2 separate regions of the Zea mays genome follow, and region 1 is linked to region 2. A link is a contact called in public Hi-C data. All regions are on one chromosome and are shown on one strand. Each heading gives the region's core, a stretch centred on a gene start, on an enhancer-like site or on the middle of the called end of the contact. The rest is flanking DNA. Distances are from core to core; before and after follow the strand shown.

Region 1 (6,769 bases), core at 992-3,491, 160 kb before region 2:
TTTGACCAAGCCTATACCGAGACACACCACAATAGGAAAAGAGGAAACATCTGATGCCCTCCTTATTTTCGACGGCATCAGGGCTAGTCGTCGAACATTAAATTTACGTCAGATGACTTCTAGTGGCTCTCGGATATAACCTTACATCCGACGACTTATTTGCCAGCCGTCGGAAATAAGACTTACGTTCGATAACTAGCAGATAAATCATCGTACATAAGCAATTCTAAGCAAACGGCGCTCGACCGCATCGTTTCGTACACACATGCCCGCCCACCTCTCTGCCCCACGCTGCTCGCCAACTTCACGATGATGCCACCAATCCACCTCGCCGGCACGCAACGCCCTCGCCGGCTCCCGCGCCCGGCCTCGCCAGCGCCCGCGTCTACCACGACGTTAGAAATAAAGTCATTTTATATGATTTGTCACCCATAACAATGTCATTTTATATGATTTGTCGCCCATAACAACGTCATTTTATATGATTTGTCACCCATAACAACGTTATTTCGTATATAATATTGTATTGGTGGCTTATTAGTTGAATTATGTAATAATGCACTATGATTCTAGTTATTCATATTATATCGTAGTGTCAACAAACGAAACCTAGGCATCACCTATTTCGACCTAACAACCTCATATGCTACGTATGTGAGGTGTGTTGGACCGAAATTTTCCCTTTATTGGATAGCTTTAGAGTGACCGATAGAGCCCATGTTTATGACAAAGGCATATGCTGTTGCGTAGTTTCGGCAGTATAACCCCTTTGTTCTCCAATTGCACAATTTTCAGGCGTGCAAATGAAGAACAACGGGGTTATGCTGCTAAAATTTCGTTCGAGCTCATGCCTTGTTAGAAACAGGCTATTTCGGTCACTCTTAGGTTGGTTTAGGACCTATCCTGTCCTATAGATGTAGGGGCGATTATAACATATGTGGGCCCTTTATACGCCTTGGCAGACGTTACCCGAGCATATTGCCGAGGAGGCATGCAAGCCGTCGGACATAAGATATTTTTGAGAGCTACTGTCGAAGATAGCGTTATCTCCGACGCTTTAAACCCGACGTACTTCTGCCGTCGTAGATTATGTTTATGCTGTACAAAATAATCTATATCCGACGGCATAGATCAAGCCATCGTAAGTTTTCTGTTTTTCTGGTGTTGTGCACGTAGGCTGTTTATACATCTACACTAGTACACATTTTATCACGATGCCTTGCCTACGAGCTTCTTCTTTTGAAGTCCTGGTTGTTTTTTTCCCCTCAAATATAAAGGAATTCAGAGGAACACATTTTATCTCGATGCCTTATCAGGGGGGGGGGGGGGGGGGGGGGGGGGCATCATGGCAAGTGTGTACTGGCCGGGATCCTTGCGGGCGCAGCTGCAACAAGCTACGGTTTTAGGTCGTTGGTTGTGCTCAAGGCGATGCAGTTTTCTTCTTCTTCTTTGAAAAGGAGCGATCGAGGTGAGCACGGACACAGGTCAAAAACGCTGGCTCGTCTCGGGCTGATTCAGGCCACCGGTCAATGCATTGAGATTTTTTTTTCTTAGAAGAGTTTGTTAGTTAGGCGCATGCATGCATGATGTGGTTATAGTATGAGCTTGAAGGACAGGAGGGTTAGGAGTATGGTAGTAGGTGTGTACTAGTGAAATGGGCCTTGATTTCAGTGCTCCCTGCCTGTGACCTATAGTGACCTCAGTGCTGCTGTGGAAAGGCAAACAGTACTCCACATGTCGAGGAATTTGAGTCGCTCGGCTGTTTGTCAGCTGTAGGGCTGATTTGGTGATTAGTGATCCTAGGGATCCATGGGGGAGGAATTTTCTTGCAATTCAATTTTGAATAGCAAGAGGATTTCTTCCCCTCGGGATCCCCGGTCACCAAATCAACCCGTAGAGGTTGGAGTTTGGAACTGTGGACTGAATTTGAACAACGTACGTACAGCTGTTCTGAGCCATATCGGGATTATTCTAGAAGCCAGCTAGGCAGATCTGGCACAGTACGTGAGCCATGCAGAGCTGACGACGATCAACAACTATTCGGTGCTATTGGTTATTCAGATATGAATAGGAAGGCTGGCCATGGACAGCAGGCTCAGCGGTATGCTTCACCAACCGGGAGTTTAAACAGCTTAACGAGCCTGTCTCCGCGCTATCTATCTCTCCCCACAGCTCTACACCCACCCACCCCTTCCCAACACGAGGGACCGCTACTAGCTAGTTGCACTGGCATTCTCGTCTGCAGGCAACGGGACATGGAAGGTCTGATCTGCTGCCCCGTCAGTCGTCCCCTCTTCTTCCCAGCTGCTAGCTCCAGGCTTTCCACAAACTTTCTTCTGCTTGCTTTTTGTCTGGCGCGCGCACTGGTGCCTATATATATATGTGCCATCGCATGTGTAGAAAAAACGCAGGTCTGGTATCCGTCGTCCGACCTTTTTTCCTGGACACTCTAGCACAACAAGTGATACGAGACCGGTGACGTACGGGACGCGCCAAATAAAAAAAACTTGTGAAGGGTTGGCGCAGTTTCCTCGTTTCAACGAAGAAAAGGTGGAGGACAGGACAGAAACGGCCACCTCGTGCTTGTGTTCCGGTCTCCCGTTACCCAAGTCCGCCGGCGGAGATCAATTCAATTCAGCTCGACGAATAACCACCAGATGGACGACGCGGTACGGTGGCGAATACACTGTGCCGAACGGGACGTACTGCATGCACGAGCGCAACGGCGTTCACGTCATTACCGGGTCACGTTCACGTCATTACTGGGTCAGGGGTGGATGGAGATGAAGATGGTCGATGTGGCAACGATGACTTCCTGTGATTGATTGAGCACTGGAAAGCAAGCCGCCGATTATATGGATGGGGGCATGGGGCCACCACCAATTCGCACGCCGAGCTGAGGGTTTCCGGTTGCCAAGAGCCGGAGGGGATTGGGAAGTTGCAAGAGAGATGATGTGGTCGGAATAATCGGATAGGCGATCGGTTGATTAATTGGTTGGTTGGCGATGATCATCGAGAGCGTCGATCTGGGAGGACTGCTCTTGGTTTTGCAGTCGCAGGCTCTCTCACGCTTCATGCTAAATGCCAGGTTCTAGTTGCACTGCGTACGTGTAAAGTTGAAGGTTCAAAGTTGAAAACGATGCAAATTAACAAAGAGACTATGACTAACTAACTGCCCTAGCTCCCAACGATCTGGAGAGGTGTGCGTGTGCGCAGTTATTTCTATGCGAGATTTAAACGACGACCTCTGGGCTCCCTTCTCCTTGTCCCCATGAATCATGTTTCTTAGATCGTGCTCGGTCGAGCTACCCATACATGTACGCATCACGCATTGGCAGTCCAGATGCAACTGTTTTGGTATCTTGTGGGGCTGCACGTCGGTGAGGTCTCACACCAATATATGCAGAAATGGCGGACGGCATGCGCGCGCGCGCCGAACACTGTGCAGTTTGACCCATCAGGAAACCTGTCCGTTAAGCGCATCACGCATTGGTATCTTTGTCCACCGTCCGGCTCTAGGCACACTATTGCACTCGGCAAGCGCGCGTTAGAAGCCGATGACAGCTGACCACCGTTAACTATGTCGAGTATCCAACACTAGTTCAAAAGAGCTTTAAACCCGTGGTGGAGTCTAATTATATTTTTACATGCAGTTTCGGTCTCAAACGTTGGTGATATATAGAATATAGTTGGTCCCAATCCTAAAACCACCAGTGGAAACAGATTTGCACTAGGAGTTCATTTAATAAAATCGCCAGTGTAAATCCTCCATTTCTACTGACATTTTAGTTATTTGAACCGCCAATGAAAATGAACGATTTTCGCTAGCGAGCGTTTTATTAATCGAACTGCTAGTGAAAACATTTTTTGTTGGTGCAATAGATTTCAATTAAGTCTACTTCACTCTTCTTTTAAGCATCTTGATTCTTTTACGCACTGTGTAATTATCATTAAGTATTAGCATGCGCCGACACACTCATTTTCACAAGGTTTGAAAAATCCTTATCAGACAAATAAAGAGCAACTAGTATAATGCACGTACGTTGCGATGGCTTACAAAAACAAATATTACACTTTATCTTAGCTAATGGGCCTAAAAAGATATAGCTGAAAAAGAGCATGACCTTCTCTTTTTATAGCTTGCTCGGTCACTCATCCTCCTTTAGATAGCGGGGTGGTAATATGTGGAGCGCTGCGCTGCATGTGACTTTCTGTCGTGTTGAGTTTGGTTAGTTTCTCATGGCCCATCCAATGAGTAACGGCTCACTAATAGGGGTTTGGCTGGTTTTCATAGCCTATCTATAAGTAACGGTCCACCTGGTAAAGGGAGAGAATAGACCTACACGCTTTGCGTGTGAAGCTACCAGACGACCGTCGAAACTTGCGCTTTATAATACTCACTTTGTCTAAAATTAAAATTTGTTTTATCAAATTTATGGATTCATACAATGCTAGATATATATGTTTTATATACGTGTTTAGAACCACCATCATCCATTTGAATATATATATATCAGAACCAAATGCTAAAACGAGTTCTATTTGGGAACTGCGGGAGTAGTGGAGGTTAGAAAAAAAAGTAGCTTTTTCCTAAGTAATGGAGCGTCTGTGACCCGATGATATAGTATAATCGAGTTCAAACGAGTGCAGCGTTGTCAATAAAACATTAGGTAAGTAGGGACAATGCGCATGACTAGAAGATTAAAGCAAAAGCAGCAGTGAAAGGGCTCCAGTTCTTCAAAAAAGGCAGCACGGCACGCTGGTAAAGGGGCTTGGCACTTTCGTAAAGCGCCGGAATTGGATTGGAGACCTATCCCAGGTGAATCCTGGGTAAGTTAGTTGCATGTGAAGTCATTGCTTATGAGCTATGAGCATTATTGAGCAGTCGCCGTAAGGGGCCACAATAATGTGTGCTGATTCGACTGCAGCAATCTCAAGAGGAGGAAGAAAAATACTACTGTATTTGGGACGAGCGTCAGCGGCAACATTCCCCGCTTCTTTTTTTTTCAAATTTCCTAATCTTTTGGCGTCCATTGGAGGATTCTGTTTCAGATGGTGTGGTTTATCTTGAAATTAAAGCGGGAGCCAACAATTGTAGTGTAGCCGTAAGCTACTCATAGCGGACACTAGAACAAATCTTCCCTAGCAAACTAAAAACTAGCGACAGAACAACTGTGGTTAATTAGTTTGGGTCCCCTTGTCAGGGATAGTCGCAGTAGGACGCCGGCCTTATAGGATGAAACCGAGGTTCAGGGTTTTTTTTTTCTTGGTCAGTTTGAACGAGGCTCCATATCAGAGTAAAAAGAAGCATATGGGACAGTCTGAAAAGCCGGAGATTTATTTATTTCATTTAAACTTGAAGGAATTTAGCCATTGAATCAGTCTTTTTTTCTAGATGGAAAGGCTTCCTCCCCATATCTGAATGTCTAAGTGTCAACGTTCTTCAGGTTAGCTATAAACAGCTTGCTGGATCTTAGCTACCACATGACGGCTATCATATCATATGAACTCAGGCCATCAATGTCCATGGAATCATAATTCTAGATGGTCATATACGTATCGTGTTAATTGCAGGTGGTAATTTAGCTAGGTGAATTTACACCAGTGTATCAGCTGCCGCATAGTCTTTTGTAGGATTGGCAGCTGCTAGGCTCTGGGCGTGTTCGGCTGGCTACAAGCCGACACTGTTGCAGCTGTTTGGATTGCTGCAGCTGCAATCCATAGAGAGAAAAATACTGTAGAAGCCGCAGCCGCAGCCGGATTGCAGCCGCAGCAAGCCGCAGCGAACAAGCTGTCTAGCTTGTTGATATCTTCTAGCTTTGATACTTTTCCTGTACTGCCAATAAAAAATAGGATAGAGCATGCTGGCCAAAAAAAATAGTTGGGACTGTTCATTGGCGCTACAATCGCAGGTTCGTTTATAAAGCAGGGGGCGTGTGAAACTGTTCTGGCCCAGCACGGCAGTCCGTACTCCGGACCCTATGATGAATTCTGTTGTATCTTTTATTGTTGTCCACTGTTTCTCTTCGAATATGCGCCGTTTGTTTCACGATCTTGGTTGTTTTCAAGAATCATATTAATTTTGGGCTAGTCCGGCCCACTTCCGCCGCTCATTGGATTTGGCAAGGTTCGTACCATGTTTACCTGAGTTTGTCCACCTCCAATACAATAGGGGCTCAGTTGGATCCTGTCCACCGTGGTGGTGCAGACCGTCCACGCGTACGCAGAATCAGCTAAGATTTTAATTTTTTTTGTCAAATTTGTTATAGTTCGGTCTGATGCCGCCCGCCTCCACCTCCTTCACTAGGAATGAAAACGGGTCGGGTATACCAGCCGGGTATCGGATACGGATAGTGTTGTAATGAAAATAGACTTCGGGCCATTTGGCTTAAAAAGTTTTGGTGTCTGATGGTCAACATAACCTGTGGACTAATGAGTTTGCTATTGTTTGTATTTGTAGTTCATAGGATGCGAAAAGGATTGGACTAAGGCACCAAGGATGCAACACCTCAAAAAAGACATAAAAAGAGCTTAGAAGTCCAAGACTCAAAAACAAAAGAAGCCCAAGGAAACAGCGAAGTAATACATGAAGTGGGTAGTCAGCCAACGCCCTGGTGGCGCACCGGACAGTAAACAGTACCCTGTCTGGTGGGACACCGGACAGTCTACGCAGAGGGGCCCACAAACAGGTGCCCTCGGGCTACATCACCAGACTGTTCGGTGTGCATCGGACAGTCTGGTAACGGTTGGATCCAACGGTCGACTGCTG
Region 2 (6,771 bases), core at 726-3,225:
AAAATAAAATGAGTTGATCTATCACCACTTCATTCCTTATAATTAGTTAGTTAATACTAATACGAGTAATGTAGTCATCCCACCAAATTTGAGTAATGGACTTATGATACACCATCTTATTTTAGATGAAGTGATTATTTAAACCAAACAACTCTTTAGCTAGCAATATTGCACTAGTATTATTACTCGATTATCGCCATAAGGAGGCAAGTGCCACTCGAAGTCACCCGCTTATAAAATAATTAAATTGGCAAATTGATCGGTGAAAAAAACATGTTTTTTTTATTTTAAGTTGAATTAACTAAAAGGCAGCTTCGACGAATTGTTTGTTCATTCTTGTCATGATTTCATGACGACGTGACGAGATATGCAGACACGCAGGCTCAACAACCAAACATGCAGCAAGCCGGCGGCATTAAGCGAGGCCAGCGATGGCGAGGCTGCCACCGGCGGTAGCACGCTTGACGAATCGGCCCTTCATCCGTGGCCGCTTCTCGGCGTTGAGCTTGCGCACCTCGTACCGTATCTTCTTGGAGAAGAGCCGCGTCCTCCGCTTCTCCCGGTACCGCGACACCCGGGCCTCCCGGCCGCCGTCCATCCCCAGCCTAGGCGTGCCCGGCAGGTCCTCGCCGCCGTGGCCGACCACTCCTCCCACAACCCACATGTTCTGTATGCACAACCAAAATCGAATTCGACGTTAACAATCACTTCAACTGAACCTGCGCATGCACGCAATGTCAGTATGTCACACGCCGTGGTCGATGGTTGTGTGTGTTTGCGAACGTGTGCTGTGCGGCGCGCGAACGTACCGTGTAGTCGTGGGGCCACCTGGTGTCGAGCTTGACGTGTGGTCGCTCACCGCCACCGGTCCACGGCGAGCTCCCCCAGCTCTGGATGATGGCCTCGTAGTTGAGGGTGAGCGAGAGGCTCGTCTGCAAGAACTGGGCGTCGGCTCCCGTGTCGCTGCTGGCGGCTCTCTCGTCCGTCGCCGTGTCCTGAGGCGATGCGTAGTCGAAGTCGATGTCCAGCATCTCGTCAGATGCCTCTAAGTCCAGCTCCAGGCCACAGGCCAGCGTGCCACTGGCTTCGCAGCACGCACTGCTGCCGTCGGTCTCCACCTTGACTTGCGTGGCATCGTCGCCCACTTCCATTGGGTCGAGGAGGCCCAGCGTCTCCATGTAAAACGACGAGTCCTCCTCGTTTCCGTCGTCCAGGCCGTGCCCGAGGAGGGCTTCCATGTCCGCGGCGAACTCCCTGAGCTCGGCGTCGGTCGGGCCGAAGTTGAAATGGCCGCTGACGGGGCAGAACTGGGCCAGCGGCGCCGCAGGATCCGGCTTCGCGGGGTCCTCGATGGCGCCGTCTTCGTTGCACACCGACGCGTCGAGAGCGAGACCGGCCGCGTCCTCGAGAGGCGGGGGCGAGCAGAACTCGGCTAGGGCGGGGTCAAGGATGGGCACGCGGTAGAGCAGCTGCTCCTCCTCGCCGCCGTTTCGCTCATCGGGTGAGTCTGAGTCCCCGCCAGCCGCATGCGGTACGACGAGGCGCCGCGACAACGCCACCTGGCCGACGCTTTTGGCGTGCCCGCCGCGCGGGGTTCGCGCCTTGCGCCCGAACCACGCGGGCACCGCCACCTCGTCGTGACGCTCGCGCTTATTAGTCGCCGTCGCTGCCGCCGCCGCCGAGCGATCTGGCGGCGTCTGCAGCGGAGACGCCGGGCACAGGCGCAGCCGCTCGTGCCGCCGCGCGAGCGGGTTCGCCGAGTGCACCGACGTGTCGCACCCTTGGCACAGGAACGCGTCGTCCGCCGCGCAGTACCACCTCGCCCGCCGCCGCAGGCACCCGTCACAGGCGCGCGCCGCCTTGCCGCCCACCGCCGCCGCCGCCTTCGCCGAGCTGCCGCGGGTCGTGGCAATCATTTCTCTTCCGAGCGGTGTGCAACGATCTTGCTACTCAGTGATGGCCGCTTGTACGCTCAATGTATTCACATGTGCCGACGTACAGTCTAGAGTTTGTATGTAGTGTACTGTAGATTTTAGAAGAAAAATGTGTGCCGAAAATATCGCGGGATTCGGTTTTGTACAACCGATTTTCGGACCCACCGTGTGCACTTTGCACTTTTCGTGTCACGGTGAGCCCCACCTGCATGTCTTATCTGCGACGTGATTGGTCGAAGGAACGCAGCATCCGGCGCGGGCGCTTGTGATTGGCGCCGACTGGATTTCCAGTGGGGTCACCACGTTTAGCTACGCAACGCCTACAGCCCTTTCCCCATCCGGCCCATCGCTCTCACGGTTGCTGTGGGTTCCGGCTGGCTGTGTAGTGTGGACCGGGCGGGCAAGGATAGTAGTCTTTCTTGGACTCATTTTCCCACAGCTAGTTATCACAAGTACGTCTTTAATTACCTACATTATGAAGTACTCCCTTCGTCTCAAAATAGTAAACCATCTATCCCAAAATAAAATTCGTTTAATTGAATATAGACGACATAAATTTTAGGAGTACAAATGATACTATTTTGAAACGGAGAGAGTATTCATTTTAGCTTTTATTTTTGATGTTTATATAGATATGGATGATCAATGTAGACACATGTGTATAAAACGTATACATCAAGTGTTGTATGGATCTATAAATTATCTAAAATGATTTTTAATTTTTAATTTGTATAGCTAGTTGGAGCAAGTATATATAATAATTGATACATACTCAAACAAATCAATATTTTTATCGATACAAAATAGATAGATGGGAAGGGAAAAGAGAGCTTAGCTCCGATGCAAGCGCGAGAAGGAATAGGAAAAAGAATGTGAGATTTCGTGTCACTTAACAATAAAAGAAGTTTTTATGGATGATACAATAGATGACAACTATTGTATAACTTGACTCTTATAACATGACTTAAGAATTAATCTATATTATAACATATCACCAAAATTTCCACATTCCCATCCGTTGAGCTTTTCTGGTAAATTCATTTTCCGAATGGTTCCTGATTGGTTTGGTGTAAGGTTGACACACACACACAAAAGTCCAAACGAGCTAAACACTAGTACAAAAAGGCTCAAAGCCTGCGGCACCCATATATTTTTACAGACGGATCCGGTTATCCACCGACTATGTTATTTCTAGTGGCGGTTCCTTAAGAAAACCGCCACTAGAAATCGTATTTCTACTGGCGGTTCCTTAAGAAAACCGCCAGTAGAAATCCATGATTTGTAGTGGCGGTTTTCTTAAGGAACCGCCAGTAGAAATACGATTTCTAGTGGCGGTTTTCTTAAGGAACCGCCACTAGAAATCATTTTTATCCTTAATTTTTCGAGTTTTTCAAACGACCTCGTATGATAAAACCACTAAAATAAAAGTTGTAGATCTCTAAAAGTTATGAAACTTTGTAGTTGACAACTTTTTTATTTGAACTCATTTCGGTTCTCAAAAATTGAATCTAAGTATGTCAAATTTAAAATTCAAATTTTGCAAACTACCTCGGATGAAAAAAGTGTCAAAATAAAAGTTGTAGAACTTCAAAAGTTATTTATCTTTGTAGTTGACAACTTTTTTTATTTGAATTCGTTTAGGGTCTCAAATAAGCAATTTACACTCAAATGGTTGTAATATGTGGAGAAAACAACTATAAACTAGACACAAGTCATGTCATAGACGGAGTGGTAGTGGAGGGTACGCGCGAGGGTGAGGTCTACGGTTCGATTCCTAACAACCGCGTAGCGCGCGAATTTTGCGCGAAAAATGCCGCGACTTGCACTGGCGGTTTATGGAATCGATTTTCACTGGCGGTTTTATTACGTCGAAATCGATTTTCACTGGCGGTCTTCAGTTACCCGCCTGTAAAAATGGTGATTTCTACTGACCTCTAGCACTGGCGGTTACGAAAAACGTCACTGTAAATATGTTTAGGACCGTCAGTATAGAGCTTATCTGTACTAGTGAAAGTGGCCTAACTCAATTTATTGCAAAGGTTTGGATTTTGCATACAAAATAAATGTTCAGATTGGGTGCAGCTGACTACATTAGGTCTTGAATGTATTGTTGTTCGTTTATGTATTCCATCCCTCATCGGAGAGGTGAGTAAACTACATATGCCATCTGTCGCATATAATGCATGATCACCGCATCCTAATTCCCTACAGCAATGGAGTGAAAGTAGACGTTCAAATTGTTAGGATAAATTTGATATTTTAAAATAGATATGCATGGAATTTGGTGATAATGTTTTCTTATAGTAACGAGCATATTATTGTACTCAGGAATAAAATTTACATAAACTTTTTAATGAATTATTTGTTCCATACAACAGAAAAACAAAAAAAACTCCGAATCTCTAAATGCGTATCCAAGTTTTATATGTATCGTTTGAGAAGATATATGATAAATTTAGGATTTGTTTTTAATGAATCTTTACAAGCTCATTGCTAAAAACAAGAATATACATTTACATTACAGATTCTATATTATGTTTGTTCGTAATCAAAGAAGAAAGACCAAAATTTCAACATTCGAATAAATATTTGTTTCCATTAGGTCCCTCAAGGAAAATATTGTGCTCTTCTTATCCAAATTTTGTAACGCGTACAAAATAACATTGGCACACCCCGAAAGGATGTAGAAAACAAATATTTGGCCGGCCATGGGTGCTGTTGTGGGTGGGGGGGGGGGGGGGGGGGGGGTCCACAAGACCGTACGAAATGTTGATGCTGTGTGCTGTGGAGTGTGGAGCACATAGTGGTTGATGACCCCTTGGCACGTAGCAGCCTGGTCAGCATGGGCTTACAAAGCACTCGGACTCACAGGGATGCCGACTTGATATGCCTGGATTATACAGGTCTTATCCAGCGAAGATAATGCCATGCAAGTTGCAGAAAATAGAAAGGGATGCCTTGTACGATGACTGTTTTCTTTCTGCAATCCGCACTCGGCTTCGGGGTCTATTTTGGGGTTTGTTTGATTCATGGCTAACTGCCACACTTTACCTAAGATTAGTCATCCGAATTGAGGAACTAACTTTAGATAGAAAAGTAGGCAAAGTATAGCAAGTTAGACAGCGAACCAAACATACCTTAAAATTGTCCATATATAGTCACAAAATTGTCGACGCGTAATACTCTGGCAGCATCAAAGTAACAAGGACTGAAAACTATATATTAACTAGTCAAGTGTTTGTGTGCTGCAACGACAAAAACAAAATACTCGAGAAAATATTAGTGCACAACGATTACATAAAAATAAATATCACTTATTATAGATCTCAATCTTATAAATTCTCTGGCAATAACCAATACAGAATTTCAAGGGGAGGTCACGGGGAGGCAGCGTGTGGAGGGAGCTTGGGGACGAAGATGGTGTGGGCCCGAAGGGAGGCGGGACGGAGAAGTGCGTATGACAGCGGGTTGATTCGTAGAATTTCAGGGGGTATTTGTAAAAGTAATCATATTATTGGCAGCTTTGATTATATCAACAACTATCCAAATTACAGCTTTTGTTTATCTGAACATTTTAGTAATCTAAAATGATGAATACATTCGTAGCAAATACATATTAGCAACATGAAATATTTTGTGGTTCACATAGGAGCGGGAGATAACCTCAACCAAAATGTTATGTGTTTCTATTTTCTAGCCAGCAGGAGCTTTGTACATAAAAAAATATTGCATAATTGAATTTTTATCAAGATAATAAGGAGTATCACTAAGTCTCTGCAACAAATAGCATCATGTGTTAAATTCACTATTTACTATAACTTTTCTGTCGAAGAAGCAATTGAGAATAGCATCGAGCCACAAACAATTGTAGTAAAAAATTGATGCTCCTTCCAAAAATTGAAGCAAAGAAAAAGAGAGGGGAAAAACAAAAATATCTGGATAGCAATAAACAATATATATATATATATATATATGCACAGGTAGCTTCACTAGATTCATGTACATCCACAATTAGCAAGGTGCTAGAACCAATTTCATGTCAAAATAGAAGGGGCCACAATCACATTTAGGTTACTTGGAGACTCACCAGACGATATGTTGTGAAGCAGAGGGGCTCAAGACGGTATGTTGTGAGGCATAGGGTCTCAAGAATAGGATGTTGGAAGTGCTGCAGCTCTAGCTCGTGGCTATCGTGGGGCGAGTTGCATAAGGCGGGTAGGACGGCGGTTGGGAACACAGGCAAGCGAGGATGGTGGGCGCAATAAGGTTGGCGCATTTGTCGAACGCGGGCTGGTGAGGGTGGGGGCGCGATAAGGCTGTTGGGCAAACACGAAATGCGTAAACAGTGGGCAGGCGAGGATGGCGGTCGTGGCATGCACGGACACGGCAAGAACGGAGCACGGCATGGATTTCGAGAGGCCGCGGTTGGAGCGCCAGCTGGCGAGGATGGCGGTCGTGATTAGAGCGCCCACGGTTACGGGTGGGTACATTGCGAGCGGATTGGTTGTGAGATTTCCGGGGCGCTCGAGCTGGTTACAAGATCCACAGTAATGGAGGCGTGGCGGAGGCGGCGCGGAGAGGGAGGTCGCGGGGAGGCGACAGGCATTGCAGCGAAGTGGGGAGGGAGGTCGCGCGGAGATCCGGACGAGCGGAGGCATGGTATAGGTGGTGTGGGGAGGGAGGTTTGGGACGACGACGTGGGGATGGTGTCACACCCAGATTTAAGGGGCAAACCCGGGCGTGAATCTAAAAGGGAAATAGTCTCAACATTTCCTATAATCGATTTTGGTGTTTGACGACCATCACAAACCTTATTGACTAACCAGTTTGCCTAGTT

Evidence for each region. Hi-C and Micro-C count contacts between places; a contact is called where the count stands out from the background.
Region 1: a Hi-C map of ear shows a contact between it and region 2, with 1.6 times the contacts expected there. The contact joins the enhancer-like site here to the promoter of LOC100272654 in region 2. A contact is called at or near these places in 2 of 25 Hi-C or Micro-C datasets (ear and tassel).

The regions. Positions count from the first base shown.
Region 1 is chr6:128,443,338-128,450,106 of Zm-B73-REFERENCE-NAM-5.0, reverse strand. No RefSeq gene overlaps it. Among protein-coding and RNA genes, the nearest start is that of LOC100501575, 64 kb to the left of the region's middle. Within about 2 kb of position 2,241, at least 15 of the 20 cell types and tissues checked have an H3K27ac peak or open chromatin away from gene starts, as enhancers often do. A contact at or near this core is called in ear, where this site is marked.
Region 2 is chr6:128,281,533-128,288,303 of Zm-B73-REFERENCE-NAM-5.0, reverse strand. It overlaps LOC100272654, which reads right to left and starts at 1,975. Exons shown (of 2, transcript NM_001147112.1): 1 at 810-1,975; 2 at 316-667. The coding sequence starts at 1,916. The coding sequence ends at 416.